Regions from separate parts of the Mus musculus genome. Here region 2 is linked to region 1. A link is a contact called in public HiChIP or PLAC-seq data. All regions are on one chromosome and are shown on one strand. Each heading gives the region's core, a stretch centred on a gene start, on an enhancer-like site or on the middle of the called end of the contact. The rest is flanking DNA. Distances are from core to core; before and after follow the strand shown.

Evidence for each region. HiChIP or PLAC-seq counts read pairs in DNA pulled down with a chosen protein or histone mark.
Region 2: a contact with region 1 is called in an H3K27ac HiChIP or PLAC-seq map of extraembryonic endoderm stem cells, with 4 times the contacts expected there. The contact joins two enhancer-like sites. A contact is called at or near these places in 4 of 39 promoter capture datasets (the C10 cell line, hippocampal neurons and liver) and 2 of 115 datasets of contacts at active chromatin or transcription factors (embryonic midbrain and extraembryonic endoderm stem cells).

Annotation. Positions count from the first base shown.
Region 1 is chr11:100,499,802-100,506,795 of GRCm38.p6, reverse strand. Acly (ATP citrate lyase) reads left to right here. Exons shown (of 28, transcript NM_134037.3): 12 at 1,787-1,941; 13 at 2,503-2,593. Among named protein-coding and RNA genes, the nearest start is that of Acly, 25 kb to the left of the region's middle. Within about 2 kb of position 5,150, at least 33 of the 459 cell types and tissues checked have an H3K27ac peak or open chromatin away from gene starts, as enhancers often do. A contact at or near this core is called in extraembryonic endoderm stem cells, where this site is marked.
Region 2 is chr11:101,000,823-101,006,917 of GRCm38.p6, reverse strand. No RefSeq gene overlaps it. Among named protein-coding and RNA genes, the nearest start is that of Atp6v0a1, 5.6 kb to the left of the region's middle. Within about 2 kb of position 3,722, at least 75 of the 459 cell types and tissues checked have an H3K27ac peak or open chromatin away from gene starts, as enhancers often do. A contact at or near this core is called in extraembryonic endoderm stem cells, where this site is marked.

The DNA.
Region 1 (6,994 bases), core at 3,901-6,400:
TCCCAAAATATCGACTCTACTAAAATCACCTTGTCTTGGTTACTCTAGGTACTTTGAGCAAAGTTAATCTCTTCTCCTATACAGTCTCGGCAGGTCCTCTTCTCATGTAGAATAACATTTACCACCGTGAAGTGCAAGGCATCCATTTGTTGGCCTACTTCCTAGTAAATAAAATTAATGATGAACATTTATTAAGTAATCTCTGTGTAACCCAGTGAGATGGATATTCTCGTTTTCATGCCTTGTAGCTTTGGATAGCCCAAAATAAACTGCATAGCTCAAGCTGGCCTCAGACTTGAATCATCCTCTTGCCTCTGCCCCCCCCCCCCCCTTCTGGGATCACAGGCATGAACTATGATGCCTAGGTTTGTTCTGTCTCCCGAAACAGTGCCTCCCATAGCCCAGGCTTGCCTCAAACTTACTTTGTAGCTGAGGCTGGTCTTAAAACTGCTTCTCCCAAACACCAATCAGTAGCAGTGGCTCGATCCAGAAGAAACCTCCAGGCTCTGTACGAAGTCACAACAAGTGAAGATCAGCCAAGAAAGCGAGGCCAACTAATGCCAGCGTATCATCATCAAAGACCAGTGTCTGAATAGATGCCCAGGCCCTAAGGCAGGGCTTGTTCCTCGACTAGCTTATAGCTTAATTAGCCTGTTTATTCTCGTTTATGAGCGCCACATCCACACGGCTGGTCACCTCTTCTCAGTTTCATGTGTGTGTCCTCAGAATCTCTTCCCAAGCCTGACTCTGTCCCAGAGTTCCTCTCTCTTTCTCTGCTGAAACTCCCACCTCCTATTTCCTGCCTAAGCTAATAGGCCAGTCAGCTTTTTATTGACAGGTGACGCTTCCATATAGTATACAAGAGATTATCGGTACAGATTGGCTTCTGGGTGAAGCGGAGGTGGAATGGTGGCCACCTAGGAGATAGTGAAAGCATTTTAGAAAAGTAGTTTTCTTCATGCAAAGCTCCAGAAAGTGACAAAAAGAAGCCATTCTTGACATCTCATTGGCAAAGACGAGACCGTCCCATCCTTCCATTTTCCTAAAGTTAGTGTGCATGGCAAGCACCCCACCCTCACCTGAATTGGTACCAAGTGCTAGTTTCCAGCTTTTCATCTTAAGTGAAGAACATGCCGGGTGCGGCTGTGCGCTCCTTTAGTCCAGCACCTGGGGGACAGAGGCAGGGGGATCTCTGAGTTGAGGTCAGCCTGATCTACATAGTAAGTTCCAGTCCTGCAGAGCCACATATTGAAACTCTATCTCAAAAACCAGTGAAGGAGATGCAGGAGGCAGGGTCACGTGGAGGGTGTGTCCCTCAGGCCAGAAAGGGTGTGTCTAGCAGAATGTACTTGTGTTGAGCTCAGTGAAAGGTGAGCAGCTAGGTGAAGGTGCTGCCTCTGTGTAGAAGGAAAAGCAAGGGCCGTGCCCCAAGGAAGCCAGCTAAGGGTATTTAGAAACAGCCCAGACCCGCAAGGCAGGCATGGTGCTGGGCACAGTTGACAAGTGGGAGAGGGGCAGGCTGGGATGCAGGCGATCAGAAGTGCGCGCTTACAGGCTTCTGGCACCAGGCTGCCATTGGCACCGAGACTTCCTCTCCTGTCAACAGGTGATCTTCCGAAAGACTGGTTTGATGGTGAAACTTTTGGCACGTGATCTGTAGTAGATGAACAGTCTTGTCCTCACAGTACCCAGCATTGGGCAAGACTCTCAAGCAGCCTCTGCTGTGCCCTGCAGTCTGGGCATTTTCTCCAAATTGTGAATCACGAGCCTCTTTCTTTTCTTGCAGGGAAGACCACTGGGATCCCCATCCATGTCTTTGGCACAGAAACTCACATGACGGCCATTGTGGGCATGGCCCTGGGCCACCGGCCCATTCCCAACCAGCCACCCACAGCAGCTCACACTGCCAACTTCCTCCTTAATGCCAGCGGGAGCACATCGGTAGGTGCCAGCCTTCCTCCCACCTTAAAGGAAGGACCCATCTTGCCACCCTCCACTCCCACCCCCCACTGCCCTACACAGGACACAATGTTCCTCTCCTGGCATTTAGGGAGATAAGAGACTACAGGGCAAGTCGGTATTTGGTTATGGTTCTGTCAAGGTAGAACAATGGAAAGACGAAAGGTTTTTAAATCAAGCTTCAAACCCCTACTGTCCTTGCAAACAGTGGGACTTTAACTGGTACCATATCTACTTAGAGCCTCAGTTTGCTCATCTGTAGCATTGGACAAAATCAGCTCCCATATTGGCAATGTTAGGATAATGCTTCTGGAGTACGGTTTATGAAGAACACCTTTCGGTGGAATGTAGTGCACACCTGTACTGGGGCAGGAGGATTGCTATGGGTTCCATGCCTGCCTGAGTTCTACATAGTAAGATTCTTGCCTTAAAACAATGCTGTGTATAATTCTTGCCACTTTACTTCTTTAGGGCCTTTAGGACCAGCGGCTCTTGTCCTCAGCCACCGCCTATGACCCTTAACTCTTTTGTCTCCTTACTCAGACTCCAGCACCCAGTAGGACAGCATCTTTTTCTGAGTCCCGAGCTGATGAAGTGGCACCTGCAAAGAAAGCCAAGCCAGCTATGCCCCAAGGTAACTCCCAGAGGCTTAGCACTTTGTGCCAGAAGGCCTGTGGTGGTCTCCCCGGCTCTCCCTGTTTCTCCGTCTGGGGGCCTGCCTGGAAGAGGCAGCAGGGAAGCCGTTTGAGCTTGCCTATGGGAGTGGGCCTCAGCATGAGGTGGGAGTGGATCTCTTCAGGATGAGTGACTTGAGTCTTCTCTGTGGGTTCTCCTGGAGCTGAAGATCCACACTGCCTGGATCACTTCACTCCCCACTGTCTTCCACGCCTCCTGCTGGGGGGCTGTGAACTGACCTGGGAGGCTGTGGAGGAGATAGGATCTCAGCAGAAGCAAGAAGAGAAAGGTTCTCCCAGACTCCTAAATGGAAGGCAGGTTCTGAGAGTGGAGACAGCAAGGCTAGCTCTAAACAGTTGTCTGTCTTCTCCGACTCGCTAGGGGCTCCTACTACACTTCTCTCTGCCTTATCTACTAGCCCTTGTGCATGCTACCAGCTCATCTCCATCCCAGTGGCAGGATGACCTGCCAGCGCTCACACTCCAGCAGATGAGGGCCTGGCAGCCTCTGTCCTATGGTCAGCTGCGCTAAGGCTCAAGATCAGAAGTCACTGCCCCGTGGTCCCCAGGGCGTCAGCTTTTTCCTCAGTGGAGAAGAGTGGGCCCAGCACTGTACCGGTTCAGTCACTGTACTGTGCTACCTGGGGACAGAGGGGTCCTCATTGAGAGGGCGTGACTCAGCTAGCCTGAAGGCCATAGTGGAAGTGTCACCCAGAGGGGACTTGAATGTTGACTGCACTTCCCTAGTGTCCCTCTCCTTGCCCTCTCCCCATACCCTGGTTCTTTGTCACGCCTGCTTCTGTTCTGCCCACTGGTGCTTTGCCTCTTTCGTTGGCTTTACTCCTGCTGTCTGCCATGACACAGTGACAGCACCGGAAGGCTTCTCTGTGGAACTGTCCCCTGTTTCTCCCCTCTCCCACCAAAGCCTCCCACCAGCAGTTCACTCAGACGCCTTGGTCATTTTCTTTAACAGATTCAGTCCCAAGTCCAAGATCCCTGCAAGGTAGGATGCCCCCACTGTGCCCCAACTCTGCGTGTGGCTTTGTTAGCGGGTCCCAGTTTCTCTGTGCTTCCTTTCTTCCCTGGTGGGTTGCAGTGCCGTGTAGTACATTTCCTGTCTCCACCTTGGTGTGCCCCCCCCCTCCCTGAGTCCTAGTCTTTGCTCTCTGTCCCTTCCCTCTCCTGCTTAGAATTTACCTGCCCCAGCACAGCAGTCTCTTCCCTGTGTGGCTGTCTCTGGCTCCTTTCCTTGGCGGGAGGTGGAGACAGAAGGAGCGAGAGCCAGCCCACAGCTCTGGGACTCAGGGGTGTCAGCAGGGATGGTCCTGGGGAAGAGGGTGCCATCAGCTGAAAGGGGAGCGGCAGAGAGCAGTTGATACCTCTGATCTGACTGCTGGCTGCTGTAGGGAAGGGACCGCACCTCCACCCTGACTCTCATCTGCATCTCCTCATCGCTTTGCTTCCGTGCCGCGACTTCAGCAACTTGAGTACCGCCAGCCGTGTGCGCCCCACCGCTCCTGACTCCAGAGCAGTGTAGGGTTCTCCCAGGTTTGATAGAAGAGCAGAGAAAGGTGGGAAGAGAGAAAGTAGGAAGGTCAGCTAGTATCTGTCTTTTTCAGGACCTGAAGGGGTGTGGTCTTTGGTGTCAGAGGTCACAGTTGACAGTGGACATTTCCAGTGCAGGTACACACACATCTCACACACACATTTGCCCATTGACCAAGCAGGTAGATCAGGTAGATTACTCAGTTACCTGTATCAGGACTTTCTTATGACTTGATTTTTTTCCAATACTGGGAACCAAACTCAGAGCCTCCTTGCATGCTGAGCAAACCACTATCCCACTGAGCTCTGCCTAGTGTATCTGACATTCACAGTTGTAAGGGCAAGAGAGTCTTCATCGATGACTGATCCCTAGAGAAGGTAGAAATATCTAAACAAAGACAGTGGCCCCCTCTGACTATCAGTTTTTGTTTCTAAGGCTTACTTTTTTTTTAATTATTTATTTTATGTATATGAATACACTGTGAACCTTCATGTGGTTGTTGGAAATTGAATATTAGGACCTCTGCTTGCTCTGGTCCACCCTGCTCACTCCAGTCAGTCCTGCTTGCTCTAGTAACTCCTCTGACTCCAGCCTAAAGACTTATTTATTATTATACATAAGTACACTGTAGCTGACTTCAGATGCATCAGAAGTTGCGTCAGGTCTCGCTACAGATGGTTGTGGGCCACCGTGTGGTTGCTGGGATTTGAACTCAGGACCTTCGGAAGAGCAGTCAGTGCTCTTACCCACTAAGCCATCTCGCCAGCCCCTAAGGCTTACTTTTAAGTATGTGGACTTGAGTGTATCTTAGCTGGGGTGGGGTGAGGAGTGATGGATGTGAGCGCAGGTGCCTTGGGAGAGCAGAAGAGGGTGTTGGATCCCTTGGTGCTGGAGCTCCAGGCAGTTGTATCTTTAGTAAGTAAGCCACCTGACATGGCTGCTAGGAAGGGAAGCCAGGTCCCCTGCAGGAGCACAACCAGCTCTTATCCCTGAGCCATCTCTCCAGCCCCTCTGCTAGCTCTTAATCCTTTCATTGTCTGCCTCCAGCGCGATCACGGTTTCCTGGAAGGCGAGGCCTTTGTGCTGATAGAGCAGCAACAGACAGACTCAGTCTCCAGGGAGCCCTCCTCCCCTAGGGGAAGCGGGCGGAGGCAGGCACCTTCATTTGGTCCTTAAGCTAGAGAAGAGAGAGGACAGGAAGGAGACCAGGTCATGGAGAGTGCCCTCCACTCTTAGTAGGGCCATTAAGGTTGGAGGGAGGGGAGGGGCTTCCTGCTACTGATGCCAGTGGCCCTCTTGGCTTTGCTTTCTCTCTGCTTAAGGAGGTAAGCACTTGAACTCTGACTTTAAAGCAGGAGGTGTGGGTGGGCATCGTCCTTATCTCTGAAGATGGGTTTCTATGTAGCATGGCACTTGGACTCAGTGGGGGCTCCCCTGGGAATGTCAGAGCCTCACTACTTTATGGCCTCCTTTATCACACGACTGTGTTTTTGTCAAGTCTGTAATCCTGGCTCTCCAAGGTGACCCAGGACCACCATCTATGTGGATATCTGTTTCAATTTCCTGGGCTAGAAAGGATGAGACTGGATTATGTGGCAGCTCTTACTCTAAGGTTCCACGTCTTATAGGAACCCCGGGATGACAGTAAATCTAGGTGTTCACGAATCAAGAGCCTTCTGACTCTTGCAGTAAGAGGCTTACTGCTGGCCTGCAGGAGGATTTATTCAGACCTTGATCTTGGCTAGCCAAGCGTGCCGTAGTACAGTAGGTTAATATCAGAGGCCTCTGGGTGAGATGCATTGCTCTCCCTAGGGGAGCACAGAATGTCCCCCAATGGCTGGTTTCCTTCCCTAGGTCATTCGGGGAGTTGAAAGGGGAAGACAATCGAGGGACCTTTCCCTTCTGGCTAGTGGCTGCATTCCTGTAGCCTCTTTGTACCATCATAGCCTTTTCCCTGTTATTCAATGAGGGTTTTGCACTCTGTAGACCACTGCCTACTTCTGTCTCCCCGGTTCTGGGATTAAAAATGTGAACCACCATGCCCAGCCTGCTCGGTTCATTAAAGTCTTCCCTGCTATTAGAAAGCCTGTCTCAAGAGGATTGTTCTGAGCAGCCAAGAGACACTTGGGAGATAAGGAGGGTGGGAGAATGGGTCTAGGGATTCGGGTGAGGGCCCTGTGGCCCTGTGCTGGCTTGTGTTGAGATAAGGCTGGGCTAGCCTCAGCCCTGGCTGCCTCAAGCCTCTGTACAGGACCCCTACTGACCTAGAATTTGTGTGTATTTAAATGCTGATTGTTGCTGGGTTTCTCTCTAGTTTACAGGCTGATTAATACTGTTGGGACTATAAAGTCCTCAGCAAAACAGGAAGGGGTAAACTTTTTTTCTTGTGCCTCTAAAAATAATTTATTAAGGGTGGAGGTGGTGGCATGAGCCTTTAATCCCAGCATTTGGGAAGCAGAGGCAGATCTCTGAGTTCAAGGCCAGCTTAGTCTACAAGAGTGAATTCCAGGTCAGAGCTGCACAAGAAAATCCTGTTTTAAAAAAACATTAATAATAATTAATAATTTTTAAAAATTGAGCCAGGCATGGTGACTCATACCTCCAATTCCAGCAGGCAAAAAGCTGAGACTGAGAGATTGTCACAGATTAAGGTATAGTGAGTTCCAGGCAGTCTGGGTTACATAAAAACTGAAAGTAAAGGGAGAAGAGCTGGTGGTGTGTTATGAGCCTGCAGTACCAACAGTTAGGAAGGAGAGGCAAGATCAGGAGTCTAAGGTTGTCCTTAGCTACATGGTGAGTTCAAGGCCAGCCCCAG
Region 2 (6,095 bases), core at 2,473-4,972, 500 kb before region 1:
CAAACAAACAAACAAACAAAAAACAAGTACAAAAACAAAATGATAAAATATGATGTTCTTGAGTATGCCTATGGCCCCAAAAAGATCTTAGCAATTCCATTTGAGACTTAGGCAAAACTATCAAGTCTAAACTGAGCTTTTGCTTAGACACCTAAATAACAAAGATTAATCAGTTCTTCACTATCAAGACAACGTAGATAGATAGCAGATAGAAGGATCAAAGTAATAGAGTGTTGGAAAGTCACAAGAAGGCCAGTGAGATGAGACTTCTGTGCTTGTGCATACACGTAAGCACATGTCCATACACTCTAGATAGATAGATAGATAGATAGATAGATAGATAGATAGATAGATAATTTAAGTCATAAACAAGCTATGCTGGCAAATGTCTGTAGTTCTAGCACTTGAGAGATGGAGACAGGAGGATCAAGAGTTCAAGGATAGCCTCAGCTACATGTGATTCTGTTTCAAAAACTAAACACAAAGTTACAAGAATTGTTACTGTAGTTATAGTAAATATAAAAGGCTTTTTATCTTTCTATTTTTCTCTCTGAATAATGTGTGGCAATTATATAAATTCCCACCAGGGAGCAGTTATTTATATTTCTAAATCTATGCAACTTAGATTTCCATGGGGCCCAGAGGAGAGTAAGAAAGAGTTTTGAAGAATAATATTTGCTCATATCACTCCTGTCTGTATACTTCCTGGATGACTGTCCTTTAACTATCATAATAGTCACAGAGTGGGTAGCTTATTTGTGGAGGGTTTTGTTGTACAGGGTCTCATGTAGCTCAGGCTGGCCTGGAGCTCACTATGTAACTGAGGCTAGCTTGCAACTCCCAATCCTCCTGCCTCTACTTCCCACGTGCCGGTATTGCTGGAGTAGCCCACTGCACTTGATTTAGACAGATTTGAATGAAGGTGTCTGTGTGGTCCTAATTCTGAAAAAGACTCCTTCCATTTTTTCCAGCTCCAGGTAATCCCTATCAATCAGTGGTATTCCTTGGCTTTTGGAAGCACTCTGGGGATACACTGGAACACACACCCTCTTCTCATTCTTTCCTATCTTTTTAATGTCCACATTTTCTCCACCTTATGGGGACATCACTTACTGGATTACAACTCACGTGAGTCCAATAGGACCTTGTCTTAATTATATCTGAAAAATATTCTATTCCCAAATAAGGGACATTCACAAGCTTAGTTTAGCTATAAATTTGAGGGATAACTGTTCAACCCATTAGACCTCTTGTATAGACTTTAGTAAAGAAATTTGCTGTACATAATTTTTCAACTATATGAATTTATAGGGGTTGGGCTTTCACTCTGTTGTAGAGTTAGTTCTTGCTAGGAAGTATAAAGTTCTGGTTTGGTCCTAAGATCTGAGAGAAGAGAAAAGAAGAGAAGAGAAGAGAGGAGAAGAGAAGAGAAGAGAAGAGAAGAGAAGAGAAGAGAAGAGAAGAGAAGAGAAGAGAAGAAAAGAGAAGAAAAGAGAAGAAAAGAGAAGAAAAGAGAAGAAAAGAGAAGAAAAGAGAAAAAAGGAAAGGGAAGGGAAGGGAAGGGAAAAGGGAAGGGAAGGGAAGGGAAGGGAAGGGAAGGGAAGGGAAGGGAAGGGAAGGGAAGGGAAGGGAAGGGAAGGGAAGGGAAGAAGGGAAGGAAGGAAAAGGAAAGGAAAGGAAAGGAAAGGAAAGGAAAGGAAAGGAAAGGAAAGGAAAGGAAAGGAAAGGAAAGGAAAGGAAAGGAAAGAATTTTCTTCTGAGAGCTGGGGAGATTGCTCATTTAGTACAGAGCTTGCCACACACAAGCGTGAGAGTCTGGATCTAGTCCCGGGACTCATATAAAAAGAAGCCTGGCATGGTGCTCATGAATAAACCTATCTCTGGGGAAAAAGAGACAAGAGGATCCCTGGCACTCACTCATCAGCCAGACCAGTCCAATTGAGTGTGGTGGAACATGCCTTTAATCCCAGCATTTGGGAGACACAGGCTGACAGATTTCTGTGAGTTTGAAACCAGTCAAATCTACATGGTGAGTCCCTAGACAGCAAGAGGTACATAGTGAGACCCTGTTTCAAAATAAATAAATAAATAAAAATAAGAAGTTGGACAAATCCTGAGGAACAACACATGTGTTGAGTTTGGTTTACAAACATACATACACATGTGCTGTACTGGTCAGTTTTATGTGTCAAGTTGACAGAGGCTGGAATTATCACAGAGAAAGGAGCTTCAGTTGGGGAAATGCCTCTGTGAGATCCAGCTGTAAGGCATTTTCTCAATTAGTGATCAAGGGGGAAAGGCCCCTTTTGGGTGATGCCATCCCTGGGCTGGTAGTCTTGGGTTCTATAAGAACCCAGGCTGAGCAAGCCAGGGGAAGCAAGCCAGTAAAGAACATCCCTCCATGGCCTCTGCATCAGCTCCTGCTTCCTGACCTGCTTGAGTTCCAGTCCTGACTTCCTTTGGTGATGAACAGCAGTGTGGAAGTGTAAGCAGAATAAACCCTTTCCTCCCCAACTTGCTTCTTGGTCTTGATGTTTTGTGCAGGAATAGAAACCCTGACTAAGCCGGGTGTGGTGGCAAAAAAGAAACCCCGACTAAGACATGTGGATGTATATATATGTACACACATATACATATATGCACACACATGTATACACTGCACACACACATGCATACACATGAATACAGACACACAAGTTTATCTCTGCATTTTTGAAAGAACAGTAAATCAATGATCATCTGTATCTAGTCCAATAATTTTTAAAGTGTCTTCCTTTTATAGAAGAATAAATTCTAGGGGCTGGCGAGATGGCTCAGTGGTTAAGAGTGCCGACTGCTCTTCCGAAGGTCCGGAGTTCAAATCACAGCAACCACATGGTGGCTCACAACTATCCATAACGAAATCTGATACCCTCTTCTGGAGTGTCTGAAGACGGCTACAGTGTACTTACATATAATAAATAAATAAAACTTAAAAGAAAAAAAGAACAATGTAAAAACTAACATTATTAAAAAAAAAAAAAAAGAATAAATTCTAAGCTGGGTGGTGGTGGCACACGCCTTTAATCCCAGCACTCCGGAGGTAGAGACAGGCAGATTTCTGAGTTCGAGGCCAGCCTGGTCTACAAAGTGAGTTCCAGGACAGCCAGGGCTATACAGAGAAACCCTGTCATGAAAAAAAAAAAAAAAGAATAAATTCTATTTCTTACCTTGTCCAGTAAAGTGAAGTAAGAGAGTTCTACAAGAACCTTTACGTAACCTACTAAACCCTTGGACATTCTTGAGGTATTGATTGGCAGTTTGTTTCCATGGAAGGGGTCTATTTTTCTATTTTACTCTTGAGTTTCCCAAAATACCACTCAGGCTTTTCCTTTCAAAGCCAAAGAATGTTTAAGATAAAGGTCTTTGGGTAAAATGCAAAACAAAAAACAAAAAAACACTTTTCTTTCTTTTTTCTTTTTCTTTTCTTTTCTTTTCTTTTTTTTTTTTTTTTTTTTTTTTTTTTTTTTTTTGAGACAAACCCTTTCAAAATGCATTTTGAGGCAGGCTTTGATGCCTCAAGGGACAACTCCCTTTGGTTCTATTAATGATTACACAGACAAGGAGAAGTGAATGAGCCTAAGGCATGCAGTGTTTTAAGCAACCCTCATGACTCTCAGACTCATGAGGCAGGAAGTCCTTTAGCTTGTGGGCGTTGGAATGCTGTGCAAAGGGGAGCCCTAACGAAGTGAAATGTACAAAGCATGATGGGAATGAGCAACAGAGTGGACCACAGAGGCCAGAGGAGTCTCTCTAACCTCACACTGCAAATACTTGCTCATGAAACTGAAAAACCAGCTTGAGGTTTTTGAAGAAATAAGCTAGCAGTGATAACTGTGTTGGCTTTATACTGATTCACTTGGAGTGAGAAAGACACAGAAGATTCTAGTAGGAAAAAAAAAAAGATATAGTTAAGCCAGATGCAATGGCACGGAACTGTAATCTTTTTTTTTTTTAAATTGTGAATTTTTTTAAATTAGGTATTTTCCTCATTTACATTTTCAATGCTATCCCAAAAGTACCCCCTACCCTCCCCCCACTACCCACCCACTCTCACTTTTTGGCCCTGGCGTTTCCCTGTACTGGGGCATATAAAGTTTGCAAGTCCAAAGGGCCTCTCTTTCCAGTGATGGCCGTCTAGGCCATCTTTTGATACATATGCAGCTAGAGTCAAGAGCTCCGGGGTACTGGTTAGTTCATAATGTTGATGGAACTGTAATCTTAGCACTTGGGGAAATGGAGGCAGGAGCCAGGGCAGGAGCCAGGTACACAGTGAGTCTAAAGGCCAGCCTGGGATATGGGAGACCCTGTTCCAAAAGACAAACGAGAAAAAGAGAGAGAGAGAGAGAGAGAGAGAGAGAGAGAGAGAGAGAGAGAGAGAGAGAGAGAGGGAGAGAGAGGGAGAGAGAGGGAGAGGGAGGGAGAGAACTTGGCTGAATGGTTGTGATGATGGTTCATGCCTTTAATCCCAGCATTTGGGATTAAAGTCATGGGGTGTCTGGAAAATGCTGCTAAACTCTGCAAAAAAAAAAAAAAAAAAAAAGTCGGGCGTGGTGGTGCACACCTTTAATCCCAGCACTTGGGAGGCAGAGGCAGGCAGATTTCTGAGTTTGAGGACAGCCTGGTCTACAGAGTGAGTTCCAGGACAGCCAGGGCTACACAGAGAAACCCTGTCTCGAAAAGCAAAAAAAAAAAAAAAAAAAAAAAAAAAGACAGATGTGGTTCTGGCTTCTTTTATACATAGTGGTATTTGTGGTTTTGTTCTTAAAAGAGTGCTGCACCCCAGAGTGTCAACACCAAGAGACTCTGAGGCAAGAGCCCATTCTTGGTCACCGGCTAATAAAAGGACTTATATACTCTTAATTGGCTTAATTAAGGTGGTTGTCATAGCTTTCGTAAGTGGACCATTTTACCGGAAGTTCAAGATCTCCCTCAACAACTTCAGGAATTCAAGGCCAGCCAGGATTAGAGACCTGCTCTTGAAGTGTGTGTGTGTGTGTGTGTGTGTGTGTGTGTGTGTGTGTGTGTGTGCTCCTCGAATGTGTCTGTGTGTTATATGTGTGCAGCTGTCTCAGAAGCCAGAAAAGCTTCTGATCCCAGGGAACTGGAGTCACAGGTACTTGCTGAGTGAATAAAAAGAAAGAAAAAAAAAAGAAAGAAAAGGAACATGATTAGTCCCAGGTTTCAGCATCAGATGAATGAGAAAAAGAAACAAAAAGCAAAGAAAATGGTCCTGGTTGGCTTACAGACAATTCCACTAGGCTCCTCCCAGAGCCTAGCAACAGCTTACATCATCACCTGCCACCAGGTGCCAGCCAGGTGTGTAAGAGGATTGCTGGTACCCCAGCTTTCTCTCCATCTCCCGTTCTTTCTCTTTCCCCTTTCACACTCTCTCTTTGTTACCACGTGTTCCTGGCCAGCCTCTTCTTCCCACCTCCCTCTCTTTCTGTCCTCCTCTGTCCCCCCTTTCTCTGTCTCTACTCTTTTCCAGATCCCCCTCCCTTCTACCAATAAACTTCCTTCTATGCTAAGCCTATCGCTTGGCATGATTGTTCAGGTACACCTCAGCATGTCCCCCTCCCCAGGTCCTCCCTCCCACCGCAGCATACAGCCATTTTATGAAACATGACAGTCCTAGGTATGGTGGACGAGAAGGTTTATTCTAGATATATGGAAGAGCATAGTCAGAGGCAGGGACATCTGGGAGACTCCAGAGTAGGGATGACCAGACTGAGCTGGGCCACATGGGGAGGCAGGGAGGAGGAGGGAGAGGAAAGGGCAGGGGAACCAGGAGGCTCAATGGTACGAAGAGAGCAGGTAACCAAAATGACTGGCTTATATAGGGAAGAGCAGCCCAGCCCCTGCAATGAAAAATTCAGGCTATGGAGTGGGGTAAACCAGCCAGAGAGCCCTGTAACAGGTAGGGACTGAGGGATGCTGGGAGAACCTGGCAGCCAGGTCTGGTTTGATGTGTTAAACAGGCACCTCAGCCATTCATTCCAGGTTTGAAACCTAACACTTGTGACAACTCAACACCAGGTACTGGAAAAGCAATC